Regions from separate parts of the Mus musculus genome. Here region 1 is linked to region 2. The links are chromatin contacts, called in public Hi-C maps. All regions are on one chromosome and are shown on one strand. Each heading gives the region's core, a stretch centred on a gene start, on an enhancer-like site or on the middle of the called end of the contact. The rest is flanking DNA. Distances are from core to core; before and after follow the strand shown.

The links. A called contact is a pair of places that touch in the nucleus more often than the background predicts.
Region 1: a contact with region 2 is called in a Hi-C map of uterus, with 2.7 times the contacts expected there. The contact joins two enhancer-like sites. A contact is called at or near these places in 5 of 484 Hi-C or Micro-C datasets (nephron progenitors, retina and uterus) and 1 of 115 datasets of contacts at active chromatin or transcription factors (vascular smooth muscle cells).

The regions. Positions count from the first base shown.
Region 1 is chr9:14,198,843-14,202,031 of GRCm38.p6, forward strand. No RefSeq gene overlaps it. Among named protein-coding and RNA genes, the nearest start is that of Gm51286, 20 kb to the left of the region's middle. Within about 2 kb of position 1,314, at least 87 of the 459 cell types and tissues checked have an H3K27ac peak or open chromatin away from gene starts, as enhancers often do. A contact at or near this core is called in uterus, where this site is marked.
Region 2 is chr9:14,057,621-14,060,897 of GRCm38.p6, forward strand. No RefSeq gene overlaps it. Among named protein-coding and RNA genes, the nearest start is that of 1700019J19Rik, 31 kb to the right of the region's middle. Within about 2 kb of position 1,966, at least 67 of the 459 cell types and tissues checked have an H3K27ac peak or open chromatin away from gene starts, as enhancers often do. A contact at or near this core is called in uterus, where this site is marked.

The sequences.
Region 1 (3,189 bases), core at 64-2,563, 140 kb after region 2:
CACATAAGAATCATTTAGCCCTAATTGGACTTCTCTACTCCTCATATATACAAGGCACAGGGGAAATCATATTGTGGAAGAGCCAGAGATTGGGGAGGGCTGCTGCAAACTTGTGTCTTCTGGGCACATCAGGAAGCCTCAATCACGATCCTCACCTGCTGGGGTGGTCTGCAGAAGACCTGCACATGATCAAGCCTGTCAATACTCCAGCATGGCGTGTGGGGATGGGTTGGGGCATGGCTTATAAGGTTCCACTCCCAGCAGCGTTGCTCTCTCAGGAGTCAATGTCTTTGTGTATAAGATGAAAGCACTGAATCTGACATTTCTTTATTAATGGAGGTACAGCATATGGGGCAGTATGCCTCACTGGAAAGCTGAACTGAGAGTAAAGAGGAAATCTACCCCGCCCTTATCCCCACTCCCTAAACTCCTTTTCGAGGTCAGTACATCACCAAGGAGAAGATCAAAGAGAAACTTCTGGAGCCTAACTGTGGCAATGACAGCTGCTAGTAGCTTAGAGAAAGATGGTCCTGGGATTCAACCCAAGGCACTTGCAGGCCTTGGAGATGCCTGCTCAGCAGTGAAGTTTGCTCGTGTAGGTGCCAGCTAAGCTCTCTATAGTCAGAGAAACTCTTCAGTGATAAAAATCACTCATCCTCTCATTTTATCCAGCATTGCTGGAGACCCGTTAGGCTTACCCAGTAGGTTTGCTCAGTGACGAATTTAACTTGATACTTTGTGGAATACCTACCACTAGCTCCCAGGCTCCTGGGCTATCTTGCCCCACCAGCCTTGCAGCCACTAAAAGACTCTCCCAACCCTTCTTCTGCCGTAAAAGCTGAAGGTGAATGCAAATAATAGTAGCCATGTCTCAGAAAAGCCGCTTCTAAGACAGACATAGTGACTGCCTTCAGGACTTTGGTCTTGAGTGGAAAACAAGGCAGAAGGAAACAGAATCCTCCCATTCTAGAATTCTCACAAAGCTCTGCAAATGAGCCATTCTCAGAAGGTTCCAGAACTGCCTATCCACATGTTCTGTGAGGGAAACAGTCCAACCTCTGCCCTTCCTTTATGGCGGTTAAATTGACAAATCCACAGATGTCACTGGGCAGTACAGAAAGGGGTGGGAAGAGAAAGGGATTGAGTTGTCTTTCATGATAACCACGAATTTTTGTGGTTGTCTCTGGCTCTCATCAAAACAAGTTGTTTACACCGATTAATGCTGAATCCGAGAAAGGCTCCATCTACCTCTGGGTTCTGAGACCCGGGTGTGGTCTGCTTGAATTACGTTGGCTCCATGGGGCAGTTCAGTGTGCCATTGTGAGCAGCCTTCTGTTGATTTCAAGTAAAATGACATGAAAACAGATTAGTGAAAACCACAGACATTATAAGTTGCCATTCAGTTTCCGGAGATGAATGAAGAATGGCTTTGATCTGTGATTCAGAGCCAAGCTGAGGTATTTACAGAGAAACATGTCTGCAGGGAGAAGAGAGGAGAGAGGAGAACCTTTGGGGATCTGGAGGAATATTTTCTAGTTACAGTGATCTAAATGGTATGCATGGTTGGGCAGAGCACACCAGGGCTTTCTGGCAACTTTACCACGGCTGCAAAGGTTGGGGGCGGGAAAGTGTTTACACAAGACATCTGGTCTGATGAAATCATCTAGCACCTAACTTCCTTCATACTTGACCATCCTGTAATGCAGGCTGTGGAGAGGTAATGACTCCACGTTCATGGCTCCCCACAAGGCTGCTTTGTCCTTCCTTTGTCCCTCAGGAGACATTTCACCACCTCTAATAACCATCCCCAAGGACAGCTGTCCCTCAGTGTTCTTCCTACTGTAGGGAACTCAGGATGAGTGCTCCCCAGCTGAGAACAGCTATCCTGGCAGCACCAGGGTGTGCCCTGTGTGTTAAAGTCGGCTCCTCCAACTTACCTTCCACCAGTACCACCTTAGCCCGGGGCTGACTTAGACCAGCAGTGGAGTGAGCTATTAAAATAGAAAAAAAAATCATTTTCAGATGAGAGACTGGGCTCTCTAAACACATGCGTGTGTAAACTGAGGCTTGGTGTGCCATTTTTCCTAGGGGCACTGTTGTGTTCTCACTTGAGAAAAAATAGCATGCCGTGACAGAGTGAACACGCCAAAGGCTTGTCTAAGAGGATATGGAACTTCCTCCCCAACACACTCTAGTACCTGCTACTCAAAGGAAGAAAGGATGCTCAGGCCCCTTCGGCATCCCCCTCCCTGGGGAGGGAACAAAAAGACACAGGATCAACATATAAGGTACCAGATCAGGTGAGGCACAAAGTGGGTATAGCTGGTGTTTAAGCAGTTGCTGTGAGCCAAGCACTGAACTATAAGCTTTAATTCAGTTCACTAAGAGACAGTGAGTGCAGTGTTCCCATTAACACTGATAACACCACTTCCCCCGAAGCCACACACAAACACACGCACACACACACTCAAGCACACACATGCACAGTTCGGGGCCTTTATCTCAGACAGCCCTTCCAGAGCCCAGACCTTTAACCATCCCCAGCACATCTCAGACCTTCATGTGTCTCCAAGTCTTCCCTGTTGCTGGGTGTTTCTAAGGCAGGCACACAGCTGTCCGCCCCTTGGATTCCTCTCTCTGCTTCTTGGTTCAGTCCTGAGCAGCCCTGTTTCTCCCCTTCCCATCTTCTCTCTCATCCACACTGTTATCTGCTGGCTCGTCTTCCCCTCCCACACCATTCTTCTAGACTCTTCTTTTCTTGACTTCCTTCTCTCTGCTGCTTTTGTTCCGCTCATCATCATCTTGTCTTTGTTTCCCCTGCACTCCCATGCCTGTGTTCTTCAGAGAGTCACACCCCTCCTTCCTGCTTTTTCCCTCCTCCACCCCTAACAAAACTCTCTCAACATCTTAGCTCCAGTGAGCACCTCCTGGCTTCCCATGCTTTTACTAATACATCTCTGGCAAGATCCTGGGTCTCTTTTCCAGTGAGGGCAGATTCAGTCAGAATTACTCAGTGACATTTCCCTTTTTTATAAGTGTGTATATATTTGTTGTATCTGTGTGTGTATGCATGTGTGGGAGTGCACGTGTTCCTGCAGAGACCCAGAGACCATTTCATGTCAATGACAGTATCATGTATCATCTCAGGAGCACTCTCTGTCTTTAAGACTGGGCTTCTCCCTGGCCTGG
Region 2 (3,277 bases), core at 716-3,215:
TAGAAGAAGAAGCCACACCACAGTGCCAGGTCTCATGTCCCTGCCGTCATGCCTTCTCTTTCATGCTGGACTAAGGTCATGGGCTAAAGTAAACCTTTCCTTCCTTGCGATGCGCATTCCAGGTCCTTTGTCGCAGCATTCAGGAGAGCAGCTGATGTAGAAGGACACAGGCAGCTGTGCCGCTCCTCCTTTTCCCGTTGAAAGTCATCTGCCTTCACACCTTTCATGGCCTCTCTCCTGCTTCTAACCTGAGAAACCATTTTCTGTTGCCGCAGATATTGTGAGGTCCAACACAGAGAGAAGTTCGGGATTGTTAGGCTTCGATTCTAGCTCTCACACCGCCCTCTGTCAAGCTCATGCAGGCTGAGAACAGAATTCACTTCCTCAGGGCTGGGCCCTAGGAGCCAGTTTTCCAGCCTGTGTCTGTCTGGCTGCAGCTGGGAACCAAACTTAGGTCCTACCTAGCATTTCCTATCATTTCAAACTCACTTGTAGGGTTTTGCTACAGAGACTGCTATAACAAGGCTACTTACTTCATCAAAACTCAAGTAGGATCTTTTGTCCAATCTGCTAAGAGAGAGTCTTAAAAATCATGCAGCCATCCCAGGACAGGCCTTCTGTGACCATCCCCACAGTTAGTTATCTGCAAGCCAGTCACAGGTAGGATAGGATTCTACCCACTCTCAAGGGGAGTGGACTATGTAGGGTATGGACACATGGGACCACCTGAGGTCTGGCCTCCATCTGCACCTTCAGCATTATGTCTGGGTGGCTGCCTCCTGCATCCTCCCTCTGAAGTTAACTCTTTAACTCCACCCCAGAAAAACAGTCCAGGTCTAAAGGGACATTGTTAGCACCAAGTCTAAATTCAATAAAAGCATCATTTTAGAATACAAAGACCTGCAGATCCCCTGGGGCTCCCATCACTGTGGAGCCTGCACCTCATTCTGAATGCAGGCTTGCTGTTTTTCTTCCTGTTCCTTCTATCCCACGGCATCTATATTTATAGCAACTCCTCTTTGGGGCAAACAATTTCACCATGATTTCTGGCTTCTTGTTTTTCTTCCTTGAGTGAGTGTATGACCAAACTGCACCCTCCCCAGGGGCTGTTCCTACCTGTGGTCCTTGAATTATTGTGTGACTGGCCAGCTCCTCCTACTTTGGCTCTGTGCACTCAGAATTTTTCCACAAAAACAATTTCTCTTGTGAGACCTTGGTGTTTTTTTTTTTTTTTTTTTTGCCTTCCTGTGGTTTGCCTGCCTCTAGGGAAATTATCAGCTGTGAGTTGAATCTTGCAGTCTGCACTGTGCCCTAACTCTGAGGGATGCTTTTCTTATAGTCAACTGGAAAGGTACCAGGCTTAGAAAAATACCATCAAAGACAACTTAAGCCCCACGGAGCTGCCAGTGCAGTTTAATGAATGCTGTGTCCCTGGGGCTGGGGAGTCTTTACAGCTCCCACACACACCAAGCAGGGATTTAATCCCCTGCTTCACCTCGCTTTATACATGGTCTAGAGTGTTTGCCAAGAGCGTTTAAAGCCCCAGTCAGAGTTTCTAGTCGTCAACACCAAGTGAGAACTCTACCCCATTACTTGATGGCAAGGTCCACTCAGATTAGCCCTTTGTGCTACAAAGGGACCAATTAGAAAACTATTTTTCTTTTTCTAAAGAAATTAGTCAAGGCTCAAAATAACCAGGAGGTTTATTTTTCTCAGCGTGTAGCAGCAGGAAGAATCAAAGGCTCCTTGGGTTCCTATGGCTCGCTCCCCATTTACACAAACAGGTTTGACGAAACTCAGTTTCTAAAAAAAAACATTTAGTTAAGATCAGAAAATCCCAACTGTTTCAAGTTGAAATTTCCATGTCTGAACCAAGTGTTTTTTATATCCTGTTGGCTCAGCCTAACCACGGCCTGTTTGGAAGCTTCGCAGGGAGGAGGCTTGTTGACTGTACAGGCCACTAGGGGACCTTTATGGGAAATGACTTTATGGCTCTGTAGGACACTCATCAGTAATCGTGAGTGCAGAGTAACCCATATACACAGGAGAACACCTGGCCTCCTGTTAGGACGAAACACACAGGGAAGGATGGATTTCCTCTCTGTGAGCAAAAATCACACAGCCTACAAATATGGCTTTACTAGACACATGCACACAGTAACACATATTCCATGCTTGTGATAATTTTATAAATATGTAGGTAACATATTTTACGATAGGAGTATACATAATTTTACAACCAGTGTTTATCGTGTAATCTTTATGCACACATGTATTTCACCTTGAAAGTAATACTTGTGCAAGGATAATAGAAATCCTGGTGGCCTGTGGTTCTGTCTCCTCTCCACCAGGTCAGCTATTCTCAGATGATGGTTGTGATTTCTGCTTTCAGAACCTGTGGTTCTGCTTCCTCAGACACTGGCTGTCTTACTGGTTTTTTGTTTGTTTGTTTGTTTGTTTGTTTGTTAGTTTTGCTTTTGGTTTTTCTTCCTCTCCCCCACTCCCCGTTTTCTTCCCCATCCCTTTCTCATCCTCACTTCAGCCCTGATCTCAGCCCATACTTTTTAGTTTGTTTGTTCGTTCGTTTGTTTTTAAGTTTGTTTCTCATTATGGATGGTTGTGAGCCACCATGTGGTTGCTGGGATTTGAACTCAGGACCTCTGGAAGAATAGTCCGTGCTCTTAACCACCGAGCCATCTCACCAGCCCTGTTTTCTTTTCTGCTATTAGCTTTGTACTATAATCTAGGAGGACATTTCTATTGTTTTGCCCAACCCAAGAAAAGTCCTAAGGCATTTTCTTAATTTCTTCTGTTCTCAGGTTGTACCCTAATGTGTTGAGGCATGTCTATCTTTGGCTAATTCACTAGGCACTCTGTGGGATCTTGGTCTTTAAGGATAGCCTCCAGGCACCTCTAGGAATTCTCCTGTGCTTTGCCTTTCAAATAAGTTTCTGCCCTTTGGTATCCTTGTCCTCTCTAGATTTCTCTTTAATAAAGTCCCAGCTGTCCTGGGATTAGATTACTCTTTCTCCACCACACCTCTGTCTGACTCTGACCCTCTCCTCTCTCCTCTCCTCTCCTCTCCTCTCCTCTCCTCTCCTCTCCTCTCCTCTCCTCTCCTCTCCTCTCCTCTCTCCTCTCCTCTCCTCTCCTCTCCTCTCCTCTCCTCTCCTCTCCTCTCCTCTCCTCTCCTCTCCTCTCCTCTCCTCTCCTCTCCTCCCCTCCCCTCCCCTCCCCTCCCCTCCCCTCCCCTCCCCTCCCCTCCCCTCCCCTCCCC